2 separate regions of the Mus musculus genome follow, and region 2 is linked to region 1. Evidence: chromatin contacts called from public promoter capture Hi-C data. All regions are on one chromosome and are shown on one strand. Each heading gives the region's core, a stretch centred on a gene start, on an enhancer-like site or on the middle of the called end of the contact. The rest is flanking DNA. Distances are from core to core; before and after follow the strand shown. Region 1 holds the start of C1qtnf6 (C1q and tumor necrosis factor related protein 6). Region 2 holds the start of Lgals2 (lectin, galactose-binding, soluble 2).

The links. Promoter capture Hi-C pulls out the DNA fragments that hold promoters and counts their contacts.
Region 2: a promoter capture Hi-C map of hippocampal neurons shows a contact between it and region 1, with 3 times the contacts expected there. The contact joins the promoter of Lgals2 here to the promoter of C1qtnf6 in region 1. A contact is called at or near these places in 9 of 39 promoter capture datasets (3T3-L1-derived adipocytes, the C10 cell line, cranial neural crest and 6 more), 3 of 484 Hi-C or Micro-C datasets (the N1E-115 cell line, cortical neurons and memory CD8 T cells), 1 of 115 datasets of contacts at active chromatin or transcription factors (embryonic stem cells) and 5 of 9 other capture datasets (adipose tissue, embryonic stem cells, liver and 2 more).

What each region holds. Positions count from the first base shown.
Region 1 is chr15:78,528,110-78,531,033 of GRCm38.p6, forward strand. It overlaps C1qtnf6 (C1q and tumor necrosis factor related protein 6), which reads right to left and starts at 1,542. Exons shown (of 3, transcript NM_028331.5): 1 at 1,409-1,542. The coding sequence starts at 1,414.
Region 2 is chr15:78,854,140-78,857,063 of GRCm38.p6, forward strand. It overlaps Lgals2 (lectin, galactose-binding, soluble 2), which reads right to left and starts at 1,390. Exons shown (of 4, transcript NM_025622.3): 1 at 1,333-1,390. The coding sequence starts at 1,338.

The DNA of each region.
Region 1 (2,924 bases), core at 292-2,791:
GAAATTAAGGGGGGTGAACAGAAAGCACCTGGACATTGAAAGGAATCAGAAATGGGAATGTTCCATCTCGGGCCTTGAATATGATGAGGTCTCCAGTTTCCAGACTAGGGCAGGAAGTAGGCCGGACACCAGAGGAGCTGGCTCGGTGGGCCGGAAGCCTGCAGTGGGCCCTTTGAGGTGGTGACAGGCTCGGGGGCTGGCACTACCCGATGATCACAGATCAGAAACTGCTATTGAAACCAGACTGGTTTTTACACCTCTTGGCGTCTCTTTGTTTATTTCCTTTTTGTTCCTCTTAACATTTAGTACAAATTCAAAAATATTTTTCTGTGGTTAATACAGGCTGAGAAGGTAAAATGATTACTTCTTGAAAGGCTATGAAGAGGGACTATGTTTTAAAGGGACAGAAGCTCAGAGCCTTCTCTCTAGGGATTGGGGTGACAACAGGAGGTGTCTTCATAGACACCCCCTTTCTGGAATGATCATACTGCTGGGGCCTGCTAGTTCTGCTCCACAGGCAGGGAATTCCCTCAGAGACCAACTCCACGCCTATTCTCAACTACAGGTCGCAGCAACACCCCCCCCCCACACACACACACACATACTTTATTCTGACCATAGATGTGCCCACCCTGTGAAGGAAATCCGAATAACTCACAAACACGTGACCTGGTGGTCATGTGACCTAGTGATTGCAGCTTAGCCCCTCTTTCATTCACACAAGCCGCCAACATGTCTTCCTTGCCAGGCAATATGGGCGACTTACACTCGGGGGAAACTGCCCAGTTTGTCAAAGACTTCAAAGTGCCCATTCCTTCCTCTTCCTGTATAGACCTCACTCTAGAGTCTATGGCTTGAAAGGCAAAGAACTTCCGGAGAGTCAGCATGGTTTGGAGACATTTTTGTTTCCTACCGGTCTGGTCCCTTGGGAGTCAGATGCTCAGAGACACAGAACTGGAGCTTTGGGGCAGGAAGCAGGAAGCAGGGCCCTCTCCCTAGAAACAGGACTAACTGCAGCTGGGATCCCTGGCTGGGTGCTAGGAGAGGGGCCAGGCAGTACCAAGTGTGGGGGTCACACCAACCATAGAGGGGTCTTGCCGGTCCCCACCACCTCACCTAAAATGCCAGAGCCTCTTGGTGGGAGGCTGGGCTACCGACCTTATCATCCAGATGGGCGGGGCTTAGTGGCTGGGGGTGGGTGGGTGGTGAGGAAGTCCCTGCAGGGGCAGGTAAACACCAGAAGCAGTGCAGGGTGGCCAGCAGTGCAGGGTGGCAGATCTTCCAAATGAGCTGGCTAGGCGAGAGGGAAAGAGCTATGTGCTTGCCAGAAAGAGGGGAACAGAGGAATCTCAGACTGTGACCCCAACCCCCATCCCAGTCAGAAGAAGAGAGGCCACCAGCCACTCACCCTCATCCTGCGGCCTCAAGCTCAACTCACAGACCCCGGACGGCCTCTGGCTCCTTGGCCCATGTCTGTGATGATAACTTGTTGCAGGCCCGACCCCTAGGCCTACGACTGAGCTAGGAGGGCGGAGGGATGGAGGGAGGGAGGGAGGGAGGAGGGAGCACGCTGAGCTGGCTTCCCAGTCCCCTCCTCCTGCTCCCGCCCCTCCAGCCTGGGGCTCTGCCTCGGAGGTACTGGGAGACTTGGATCTTTAACATCCTTGGGCATCTGTGGCCCTGGCCCAGCGCTGGGGACCTGTTTGAGTCAAATGCCCTGGGAGTTAGACAGGACGAGCATCAAGAGCCTAGAAAGACTCCGCCTGGAAATTGGAGGCTGCACGAGAGGGGGCGGGGCTCTGCATTACTCAGGAAAAGGGAGGCAGCCCGGATCTAGTCTGAGCCCAAGAGCCATCTGCCAAGAGCTACAGAGACTGAGTGGCATGAGCCACTGGTACCCATCCTCCATAGGTATAAATCCTGGTCCTAACACCCAGCAACATGGTCGAGCATTGCCTCTCCTGCCGGAGGTGTTCAGGGATTCTGCCCCTACCATTCATGCTGGACCAAAGATGGCTTATTCCTTCTTCCCCACCTGGAATCCTGCCTTCACTGACTCTCCTAAAGCCAGCTCCCTTACAGAAGTATAACCCCCAACATGTTCAAGGTGGAGCTGGGGGAGGCAGCCTGTGTGCCCTGGGACTAGGCAAAACCCTGCCTCAGTTTCCTCCTGGGCAAACTGGGGAATGTTTAGCAAAGACCACCGCCCTGGCTCCTAGCCCTGGTTTCCTGGAGGTCGGAAACCCTGTGCAATTCCTGTAAAATGTCCCTCACCCTTGGCGACCTGTTATTTCAGTTTTGCTGGATACCTCCTTGCCTGAGCTAGGTTTCACCTCTCTGGGGAACCTTGGTCCTCAAAAGTATTTAGATTTATTATTCCTAGCCCCACCTCCAGCCTCTCTCCAGGTTAGCAGCTAGAGGGTCTTGGCAGTGGTATTACTCTCTAGCCCACTGCTTAGGGGATAGATTTAGGTCTGGGACTTCAATAAAAAATAAAAAAGTATACCAGCCCTATTTCTTAGGGTCCTTGACAGGGCTGTCTCTGGGTTCAGGCTTCCTGGGCATTTAGGCAGACAATCCAACAGCAAGACTAGGCCTGGAACGAGCCTCAGAGATGATCTAATCCCATCCCTTAATCAGGGACATTGTGGCCCAGGGAGATCAAGCCTTTGGTACAAGGTCACATAGCAGAGCGAAATCCAAGTTGAGAGGACGCCAGATTCTTCTAGTCTGGTGCTGCCTCCCAAAATGACTTGGAGTTCTCAGGTCCAGTCAGGAATACATTGGCAGAAGAAAGCAGAGAGGGGGATGATAGCCCTATAAGGGCCACCACAAAGCTCACACTGGCATGGCTCTGTGTGGCCCTGCCGGAGCAGCATTCTTGAGGCACAGAGCCAGACCTGCAGAGAGGCTACCCGCTTCAA
Region 2 (2,924 bases), core at 140-2,639, 330 kb after region 1:
TCCTAGGGAATAAACCTATCATCTAGTCCCCAGAGAGTGTCATGTGGTCCCATCTCATACACATCAGGGAGAACCAGCTGCCCGAGAGAGGGACATCAACTTGTCCAAAGTCACACCAGAAACTTCACAGGAGCCAGATCGGAACACAGGCTCTCGAGAGTGTGCCAATACTCTTGCAATATGTAGATATTAGCCACCTATGGTTTCATCTTGAGCCTCAGTTTCCCTCCCTCCATACTTCTCTCCCTCCCTTCTTCCTTTTCTCTTTCTCTCTTTTTTCTTTCTTTCTCTCTCTCTCTCTCTTTCCTTCCTTCCTTCCTTCCTTCCTTCCTTTTCTTCCATTCTCTCTCTCTCTCTCTCTCTCTCTCTCTCTCTCTCTCTCTCTCTCTCTCTCAACAGGATCTCAGTATGTAGCTGGAACTCATTATATACACCAGGCTGGCCTCAAACTCAGAAATCCCCCTGCCTCTGGCCTTTGAATCCTGGGCTTGCCAGTTGCGCCGTCACATCCAGTTTATGCAGTGCTGGAGATCAAACCCTGGGCTATATGCATGGTGGACAAGCACTTTACCCACTCAGCTTGTTCCATGCAGTTCCTCTGGAAGCGTGATATTTTCTGGTGCTGGAGTTCCAACCCAGGGCCTTGCACTGGCTAAATCACCGCACATGCTATATCGTTGGTCTGGGCCCTTCCCCCAGCCCCTGCCCTACAACTCTCATCTTTATGAGACTCAGTAGAGGTCGGCAGTAATAATTAATACGACTGTTGCTGTCCTCAAAGAGGGAAAGGAAAGTTCTGGCCCTGAACTTGGTGGTGACAGAGAGACAGACAGCTTCAATGCTAAGGGTTTGAGAGATTATCCACCAGTTTTCTTCTTTTAGTTTTAGAGACAGGGTCTCTCTACATAGCTCTGGCTATCCTGGAGCTCACTCTCTATAGACCAGGCTGGTCTTGAACTCAGAGATCCTCCTGCCTCTGTCTCCCTAGTGCTGGGATTAAAGGCATGTGTCACCAGCTTGGCAACCCAGCTTTCTTTTTGGTTCTCCGGGAGAAACTGACACAAAGAGAAGGGTGGCAATAATGGACCCCAGAAGCCGGGTGGTGGTGGCACTTGGGAGGCAGAGGCAGGTGGATTTCTGAGTTCAAGGCCAGCCTGGTCTAAAAAATGAGTTCCAGGACAGCCAGGGCTACACAGAGAAACCTTGTCTTGAAAAAACAAACAAACAAACAAATAAATAAACAAACAATGGACCCCAGAACCCCCCAACCCACACACTCTAGCAAAGACACATGAGCAGAAGGAAGTGGGTGCAGAGGGCCAGCATCCTCACCGACATGGTGACAGCTCCTGGCCACAGCTCTCCCAGTTGCTCCTAGAGGTTTGTGCTCAAGGTATCCCCTCTTGGTCAGGCTTATAATCCCAGAGTATTACACATTAACCACCCCGAGGCCATAAATAAGGACTTTGGACCTTTATCTCCTAATATCACCCGGTCTGTATATGCAGGCACTCACTCAACAAACAGGAAGATGGCTCCTCACTCACTCTGACTCGATCGTGAGCATCCCTCTGGCCCCGCTTCTGGCAATTCCTACCAGCCTCCGTGGTCAGTACTCCACAAAGCCCAAGGGAGGATGCCCTAGTGCCACCCCCACACAAACCACAAACACCCCGATCTTGGCAGGCCATCCAACCTCTTTGCTGAGCCCAGCTCCTACAACCACAAAAAGACAGGCTGGCTCTGTTAAAAGATGTCCAAGCTTCTAATTTTCAGTGTGTCTGTGAGTCATTCAAAGACTTTTTTCTCCCTTCTCTCATCCATGCTTTTTCTGATTATACATATAATTTGTTTCTTTTTTTTTCTTCTTGTGAAACAGAGTCTGACCATTTAGCCCAGGTTAGCCTTGGACTCTCTATTCTCACACTTCTGCCCCAAGTGCTGGGATTACAGGCAGGAAACACTATATCTGGCTGCACACATTTTGCTTCAAAAGTGGTAGATTCACATCTAGGGCCAGTGAGATGGCTCGACGGATAAAGGTGCCTGCTGCCAAGCCTAACCACCGGGGTTTGCTTCCCGGAGCTCACATGATGGAAGGAAAGAACCAACTCTTGCAAGGTGTCCCCTCTGACCTCCACACATGGACCATGGCACATGTGCACACACAAATAAGTATAACTGAAGTGCTTAAAAACGGGCGGAAGAAGATGCCAAAAGTCAACTATTCTGCGAGGGCTGGGTGGTTCAGTGGTGTGCTGTATCCTCAGGATGCATGCCCTGTGGCTTCCATCCCTGGCACCATGCACAAAAGAGCTTGGTTCTGCTGGGACACAGACCAAACGTGCAGGAGGGAACCCAAGGGTTCGGGACACTGGGGGTTTCTGTCCTTCGCCCTTTATGCCTATGAATTTTGTGGTAGTTGGGGTCCATATACACAATTAGATACTGTCAAGAGGAAGAAACCTGACGTAGTTCCTCTGCTGGGAGGGAACCTGTGCTGCCCGTCCTTCCAGTGGGTTTGTACCACAGACAGGTCTCTACAGTTGTTTATCCTACTTCATTTGGGAACACTGAGGCTCACAGATCTGCACTTCAGAATCAGATGTCGCTGGCTGTGAAACACTCCAGCTCTCCAAGGCTTAGTTTATAGAAGCCATGTCCTACCTCTGAGCACTACTTCATCTTAGTCTGCCCCATTAAAAAACGCTACTCCCAGGCTGGAGAGATGGCTCAGTGGTTAAGAGCACTGACTGCTCTTCCAGAGGTCCTGAGTTCAATTCCCAGCAACCACATGGTGGCTCACAACTATCTGTAATGGGATCTGATGCCTTCTTCTGGTGTGTCTGAAGACAGCTACAGTGTACTCATATACATAAAATAAATAAATAAATCTTCTAAAAAGAAAAACGCTACTCCCTCAG